Regions from separate parts of the Bos taurus genome. Here region 2 is linked to region 1. Evidence: chromatin contacts called from public Hi-C data. All regions are on one chromosome and are shown on one strand. The core of a region is the stretch at or near the end of the contact, and the rest is flanking DNA. Distances in the headings are between cores, read along the strand shown.

Region 1 (3,845 bases), core at 809-3,308:
GGGGCACTTTTTTTTGGTCTTGCATAAAGGTTTTTCTTTGTCCCTCCATCTAGCCTTCTCATTGGTTCAGACGGAATTGAATTTGAATTGAATGATGGCTGGCCCAAGGCTCATCCTTCAGAATCAGGTGTTCTTAAGCAGCAGTCTGCACCAGGGTCTGTGTGACCCGAGTCCACAAGGACAAAGTTACCTGCCCGTTACACAGGGGAACTCTTGTTTTCTGACTAGTCCTTTAGGTTAAGGCGTTTTGCCTCCTCACACCCATCTCCTTCCCTTGGATGGAAAAAAAAAACAAGGTGGGTGTCCACTCAGCCCTTGTGTTGACTCAGCAACCATTTACTAGGTTTGGTGAGTCCTGGTGCTCTGCAGCTGTTCTGCCCCTATGCTTGGCCTAGGTAGTGAAATAGTGCAGCCCACCATATTCCCAGAGTTGTCAGGAACCCGCAATCGTCTGACAGGCTGCCTTCACACTGGATCTACCTGGGAGAAGGAATCTAGACTTGTTTTAACGCAGTCTCCACGATGGACAAGTTACCCTACTGCTTACTGGCTCTTAGCCTCCTGAAGCCAGAATTGAGATGGGGAGTTTGGATGGTCCCTTCAGTTGTTTAAAGCCCGACTGACAGCTCATTTTGGATTCCCTTATGAAAGTATACTGCTGCTGGCGCTAAGTTGCTTCAGTCGTGTCCAACTCTGTGCGACCCCACAGATGGCAGCCCGCCAGGCTCCGCCATCCCTGGGATTCTCCAGGCAAGAACACTGGAGTGGGTTGCTATTTCCTTCTCCAATGCATGCAAGTGAAAAGGGAAAGTGAAATATGAAAGTATACTGCCTTCCAAAAGTCCTTGCCTCTGAAAATATGGAGGTGTTAACAGCTTATAGGTGGTTTTCCCTGCTCAGCTTAAAAAAAAATTCTTTGGGGGGAATGTTGTGGTCCCTCAGTGATGAATGCTAGGTTGGAGAGGGTAGTGGGTGGACCAAGTGAAAAATATTCTTTTGACCTAAATTAGGGATTACATTCATTGAATACACAAAATAGATTTAGTAAATGGCTGGGTAACATGTATAAAGGGGGAGCAGCTTGTCGCTGACTGCAAGCACTGTGGGTGAATTCCTTTCCATTGTAATTTCCCTAAGTGCTGTCCAGATCCTCAAAATCAGACACACACTTCATTACACTGCTGGGCAAAGGCAAAAGGAGCACCCTCCCCCCCAGTATCCTAAAGGTTAAGGATCTACAATGTATTTAGCCCAGTGGTGACAGCGCCGTAACAACCAAGGGAAGAAAACAAACGGCCTTGGTCCATCCCTCAGGGCTTCAGCACTCAAGAATGCACTTGCGACTGGTCTGGCCGCTCCTGACCCATTACTTGGTTTGCGGGGCCCTGGAGTTAGGAGGGCTCAGCATCCATCCGGGGCCCGACCCCGCCTCACCTAGGGGCCTGCTTCTGTGGCTCCATCCTCTGCTGCCCCCCGCCGGGCATTGCCCGGCTCTGCAGCCAAACCCGGGTGCGGCCAGGTTCGGCTTCCTGCAAGCCTTCGCGCGCCCCCGGCTGGGCCCAGACCCCGAGACGGCAGCAGGGCCGTGGAGCTCGGCCCGTCTCGCCCCAGCTCCAACCCATCGGGGAGAACCATCCTCGGGCTTCCCTCGGGTCACCTATCTTCAAACACCTAGGCCCCGGGGGGCAGGATGTCGCCCCCTGCGTGTACCCGGGGCCTGTTATGCGCCGGCACCACAGGCGCGCGTCGACACCGGCGACTCCTCATGGGTGAGCCGCACGAGCCCGCGCGCCGGTCAGCCTTGTCTCCGGGGGCGCTGCCCCTGGAGGTCAAGGGGAACCCGACAACCTGGGATCGGCGACGGGGCCAGGCCAGGCCAGACCACCCCGGATGTGAGCAAGGGCGGAGACGGGGCCGCCTTCCAATCGGGGGCAGCAGCGAGAGCCAATCACAGCCAGCCTGCCCCGCTCGTCCAATGGTCGGCCTGTCGCTAGGGCTCTGCTCCGGAATCAGCCTGGCGGTTGCCCGAGCCCAACCGCTGCGCTCCGCCCGGGCTCTCCTCCCACCGCCGGGCCGTCCTAAGCCACACCCACCCCGCCTCCGTTCACTCTCCCCTCTCTCCTCCCCGGGTCTCCGCCCTCCTCGCGGGCCTTTGTCACCCGGAGTAACCTGGCCAGGCCTCTGTAGGGCATTACAACGCCTTATAGGGAGTTAGCGACCTCTGCGGGCCTTGTCCGTTGCCGCGATCGGTCGGCCGAAGGAGCTGGCTTGGAAGGGCGGGGTTTGGGCTCCCGCGGGGCCCGCGACCCAATGCCTGACCCTCAGAGTTCCCTTCTGGAACAACGACGCAGCCTGTCAAGTCCAGGGCGGGTTCGCCATGCTTTCTAACCTACGTGGATCTTGTTCTGGAACCAGCCCCTGGAGGTCTCCGTTATTTTCATATTGCAGAGAAAGCCGGGGGTCTCTCTGTACCACTTGCTTGCCTGACCCTCCCAGCAGTTGGCGGGACTCAAGGGGTTGGCCACCGAGTTCCATCACCTCACACGCAGGCCCCACGGTCCAGAGGACGCCGAGGCCAGACTCTGCTGCCTTGGACATCAAGGCCTTCCATGGCCAGGCCCCCGCCCAGGTCTCTAGCCTTCCCTGCCGCTTGCAAAATGCCCTCCCACTCAACGCCCTTCTTTCCCCCACACTTCCGGGGTGGCCGCTCTGAGCGGTGGCCAGCCAGAGTTCTTCCCCCAAGAAGCGGATGTCAGAAATGTTAGGAAGCTCAGACAACCCCAATCTCCGCCCTTCTCATCTCCCAACCTAGAGCTGTGTAATCTGAGGCTAGGAGGGGAGATGGGTTGCCTGAGGCAGTGTCAAATCTGGAGTGAGGAATTGAAGACCAACTTCAGTGTGGCTACTGGCTATTTAGAAAGGTGAGATTTCTGTCCCCAGCAACATGTGTCGTTTTCCAGATGAAGGGATTTCAGTGGTAGAAAGCTTAAGAGTTTAGGATTTGAATTCTCCCATCCTGTTCTAGTTGTGAGGCATAACTTCTCAAGTTCCTTAGTCCTTCAGAAGTCAGTTTCCATATCTGTGAAATGGAAGCCCAGTTCTAACTCCTGGACCACCTGAGAATTCCCTCACAGTCTGTTCTTTTCTTTCTTGGAACTTTATGTTCCTGGTTATAAATTAAATCTCATTATCAATTGCTCCATTGCTTCTCTCCATCCATCCTCACATCATTTAAACTCGTTAAGTGTCTTTAGTCTTGAATGGAAATCTTCTCTAAAGAAGATTATTTTCTAAAGCTCAAGTCCCATTTCCTTCCATTTTGTAATAGAACTGAAAGAACAGTTACTGCTTCCTCATATTGCCTTCGACTTTTTTTTTTCCTTTTGGCTGAGATGCAAGCAAGCAAGCAGAATCTTAGTTCCCAGACCAGGGATAGAACCTGTGCCCCTTTCAGTGGAAGCACGGAGTCTTAAACCCCTGGACGACCAGGGAATTCCTCCCTCAACCTTTGACTTACAAAGATCACCAGTGATTTCACTTTGTAATAAGGGTGATCTCCATTCTTAATAAGATCAAAGTTATCTTCCCATAATTTTCATGAGTGTTTCTTACTCGAAAAATAAGTAACTAAAGACTTCCCATGTATTGGCTTCCCTTGTGGCTCAGCTAGTAAAGAATCCGCCTGCAATTTGGGAAACCTGGGTTCGATTCCTGGGAAGATCCTCTGGAGAAGGGAACGGCTACCCACTCTAGTATTCTGGCCTGGAGAATTTCATGGACTGTTTTGTCCATGGAGTCTCAAAGAGTGGGACACGACTGAGCGACTTTCACTTCCCATGTATTAA
Region 2 (3,845 bases), core at 819-3,318, 84 kb before region 1:
GCAGCTGCACAGGCGCCCCGCTTCACACCTGGTTTCACTGCAAAATAGGGACACCGCCCCGGGGGTTCTGGATCAGCTCTGTGTCACCAGCAAGCAAGGCCCTGTTGACCAGAGGCCTTGGGTGCGAGGTCCTGTCTCAAGCTGCTGCCCCCCACCCCGAGACACATACACCTTTTCCTTTTCCAGGGAAGGCCTGGGGGCCAAGAAAGCCCCCAGAAGAGGCTAGGAAGTTCCAGGAATTTCAACTCACTGCCACAGCAGTGACCACCTAACTCACCCTCCTTCTTCTGACTTATTCTCACGCTCGTCTCAGAGGGGGAAGCTGGCTTTGCGGCTGCCCAAGGCCGGAAGAGCACCAGCAGGTGCTGCTGGGCAATTTGCATCCCCTCCCAACACCCCCCTCCCAGTGAGCAGCTGCCCAGCCCGCCCTCACCGCTCAAACTTCAGAGGAGAGTCCTAGCTGTCCATTAGCAAGTCCCCAAGTGGAGAAGCTGCATATTTGTGGAACCCGGTGCAAAGGGAAAATGTGGGGCTCCTTGTCCAACAGGAAAGAACGTCAGGACAGTGGAGCATCATTAAAGCAAGCGTGGTCCCCGCAAGCCGCCGGAACCCCATGTGATTTTCCCCACGTGATTCTCATCTGGTGAGACCGGGCAAGCTGCCCAGCTGTGCTCCATGGTGGATCTTACAGATACTGACGTCTGCCCCCACTTCCATCCCAATTTCAGATGGAATATGGGGATCAGTCCCTGGGTGACTCTGATGCCCTAAGACTGGGAGTTACTAGTTAGGATAATCCCTTAACTCTAAGCAGCTCTGGCTTGCCTAAGCTCTCCCCAGGGAAATGAGGTCCAGGTGGCTTCAAGTCCAGCCCTAGGGACCATCCTGAGACCAGAGCTCCCGAGGACGACTCCAGGGGCTGAACTTGGCTGAACTGAGACCAGAGTCCAAGGGCTATCTGGGTGGGGGGCGTAAGGGAGGGGAGGACAAATCCTCTGAGGGGCAGCACGAAGTTGATCCAGGAATTGTGCACCTGCTGGGCCAGTGCCCTGGCCCTTGCTAGGAGGGCCCTCCTACCGAGGCTCTGCCCCTCCCCTTGGGGGACGATCTGGCCTGAATTACTCAGCTTTCCCCCTGCACACACACCCCCGTTTGAGACTGCCCCCATGGGACCCACACTTTGAGCCTCTTCAACCATGATGCCCTTTGACCCTGCCCTCAAACCACTTTCAACTCAAGGCTTCAAAGCCATTAACATGAATGAGGGACACCAAAATAGTTTTTTCCCGTGATGACTTTTGGGCTTTCTGAGGTTTCAAAATTCACCTCTTCCATTACAAGTTTCTAGGGCCCCATGAAAGCGCTGGGTTACCTGCAGAGTAACCCATCACGCACCCACCCCCCACCCATGTTGACTATGTCTTCTGGTTGCCCCCTAGGGGTTCAGAAGTCCTCAGAAATCAGAGTGGGGGTGCCCGGTCTGGCGCAAAGTGAACTGCCACTTCTGGTCTCCATCCCACCTCCCCAACTTTGGCACCCAGAGGCAGGAAACTCCCTCACCCCAGCGCCACCAAGGCCCAGCTTCAGGTCTCAGCAGCTCCACCCACTCAGCTCCCCCTAATGAAAGGGATCCACCCTAGCCCCACCTTCACCCACACTCTGCATCACCGGCCCCCTCCCGTGTCATCCCATCAAAGCCGGGGCTGCCGAGGTGGGGCCAAGCCTCACCTGCAAGATGTTGCCACACTCGTGCAGCCCGACCGCAAACCTAACCACGCCATCCGTGTCCGCGGAGGCCAGCGGCTCACAGTTGTCGGGGCCCAGGGTGAGGTCCGCAGGCCGGATGAGCTTCCCTGTGCCGAAAAGGTCTTTGTCGACTGTGACCACCAGCTGGGCCTCCTGACACTCCACCATCACGGCGGGCGGCTTTGATGGCCTGAAGCGCTCGGTTTCATCATCCCAGAAGGGCTGGGGGCTGCAGAGCTCTGTGCTTCCCCAGAGCAGAAAGCAGACGAACAGCCTAGAGCACGGCCCCATGGTGCCCACGAAGCCACTCCCACCCACTGTGACTCCTGGGCAGGCACCACCCACCGTCTTATACCCCTGATGATGGCCACTCACACCTGGGCCCCAAGTGCCTCTCTTCCCCAGCCAATCAAGTGGGCCAGGCCCCGATGCTTAAGGTGGCCCTCCAGGCCCGCAGCATCGGCCTCACCTGGGAGCTTGTTCAAAAGGCAGACTCTGGGACTTCTCTGGTGGCCCAGTGGTTACGAAGGTACACTTCCACTGCAGGGGGCACGGGTTCCACCCCAGATGGGGGAACTAAGATCTTGCAAGCACCGTGGGCAGGCCAAAAGAAAGAAACTCAGACTCTCTGACACAGCCCAGGCTAACTAAGTCAGGACCTGGTCTCCCTCTTTATCCCCAAGTGATCTGTATTCACATTAAGCTTTGAGAAGCATCAGCTGGTAGCCTGGTCAGTCATAGCTTCTCACCCCTTCCCTCCTTCCACCCTTTGCATCACCTAGAGAGGGAGCTAAGAGCTACCCTGGATCCTTAGGGTGTGTGTGTTGGTTGCTCAATCGTGTCTGACTCTTTTCAACCCCATGGACTATAGCCCACCAGTCTCCTCTGTCCGCGGGCTTCTCCAGGCAAGAATACTGGAGTGGGTTGCCATTTCCTTCTCCAGGGGATCTTCCCGACTCAGGGATTGAACCCACTTCTCTCACATCTCCTGCATTGGATGCGTATTCTTTCCCACTGTGCCACCTGGGAAGCCTGGATCATTGGGGGAGACCAGGAGAAAGCCCTTGACTAAGGACTGATTAAGGATGAGGAGAATTTTATCAGAGATGGGTGCTCTTTCTAAGCAGAGAAACCATGGTATCATTAGGAGACCAGGGAATGTTGTGGGATGCTGCTCAACTTTATTTTTTTTTTATAAGATTGCATTTTTCAATATTTATTTATTTGGCTGCACCAGGTCTCGGTTGTGGCACGTGGGATCTTTAGTTGTGGCATATAGGATCTAGTTCCCTGACCAGGGATCGAACCTGGGCCCCCTGTATTGGGAGCATGGTGCCTTAGCCACCGGACCACCAGGAAGTCCTTGCTGCTCAACTGCATAGGAGGTAGCAGGGAAGGGCAGTTCAGGCAGAGGGATCTGTGTGAACAGAGTGTAGACAGGACACTGGGTAGACCCGAGGGAAAACCTCAGGAACTCAGAGTTGCTGGAGCCTCAGGTCCCTAGGGGCCAGAGAGACAGTTCAGGGGGCTGGGGGGCAGGATCCTGAAGGTGCTGGGCTGAGATGCTGGACTTTGCTCTTGGTGGGGGAGAGGCAGGGTGGGGAAGATGAGTGGTCTGGCCAGCTCTAGTTGGGGAGGGGTAGGTCTGAAGACAAGAGTCAGGGGGGCTACTGCACCCCTGGTTGGGAGGTGGAGAAAGACTGACAGACAGGGTGGGCCCTTCCTCACGGCCTACTCCTTGCCAGGCCTGGGTGAGAGTCCTTCAAGAGGAGAGAAAGAACTCAAAATAGTCACGGCGTTAAATTCCTAGGGGCAGAAGTGATACCAAGCAGGGCGCTGTGGGGCTCCTGGACAGAAAGGCTTTCTGTGTCCCCCACTTCTTTGATTTCAGGAGACAGCCTTCACTCAGCCCCCATGCCCTTCCTGGGTCCCAATGGGCAGATTCAAGCACTTGTTAATTAGGGAAGGGAGGGGATTTGAGACCAGGGAGAAACAGTCAAGAGCAGCCTTGGGGCAAGGTGCCCTTTCCCCACGAATGGGTACACACAACAATATCTTTAAGCTATTTTGCAGACACTGAAAGCCCCTCCAGGTGGGAG

The links. A called contact is a pair of places that touch in the nucleus more often than the background predicts.
Region 2: a contact with region 1 is called in a Hi-C map of an unstated tissue, with 2.9 times the contacts expected there. The contact joins the promoter of ZP3 here to the enhancer-like site in region 1. A contact is called at or near these places in 2 of 11 Hi-C or Micro-C datasets (skeletal muscle and an unstated tissue).

Annotation. Positions count from the first base shown.
Region 1 is chr25:34,360,379-34,364,223 of ARS-UCD2.0, reverse strand. No RefSeq gene overlaps it. Among named protein-coding and RNA genes, the nearest start is that of HSPB1, 17 kb to the right of the region's middle. Within about 2 kb of position 2,058, at least 96 of the 102 cell types and tissues checked have an H3K27ac peak or open chromatin away from gene starts, as enhancers often do. A contact at or near this core is called in skeletal muscle, where this site is marked.
Region 2 is chr25:34,444,377-34,448,221 of ARS-UCD2.0, reverse strand. It overlaps ZP3 (zona pellucida glycoprotein 3), which reads right to left and starts at 2,068. Exons shown (of 8, transcript NM_173974.3): 1 at 1,729-2,068. The coding sequence starts at 2,037.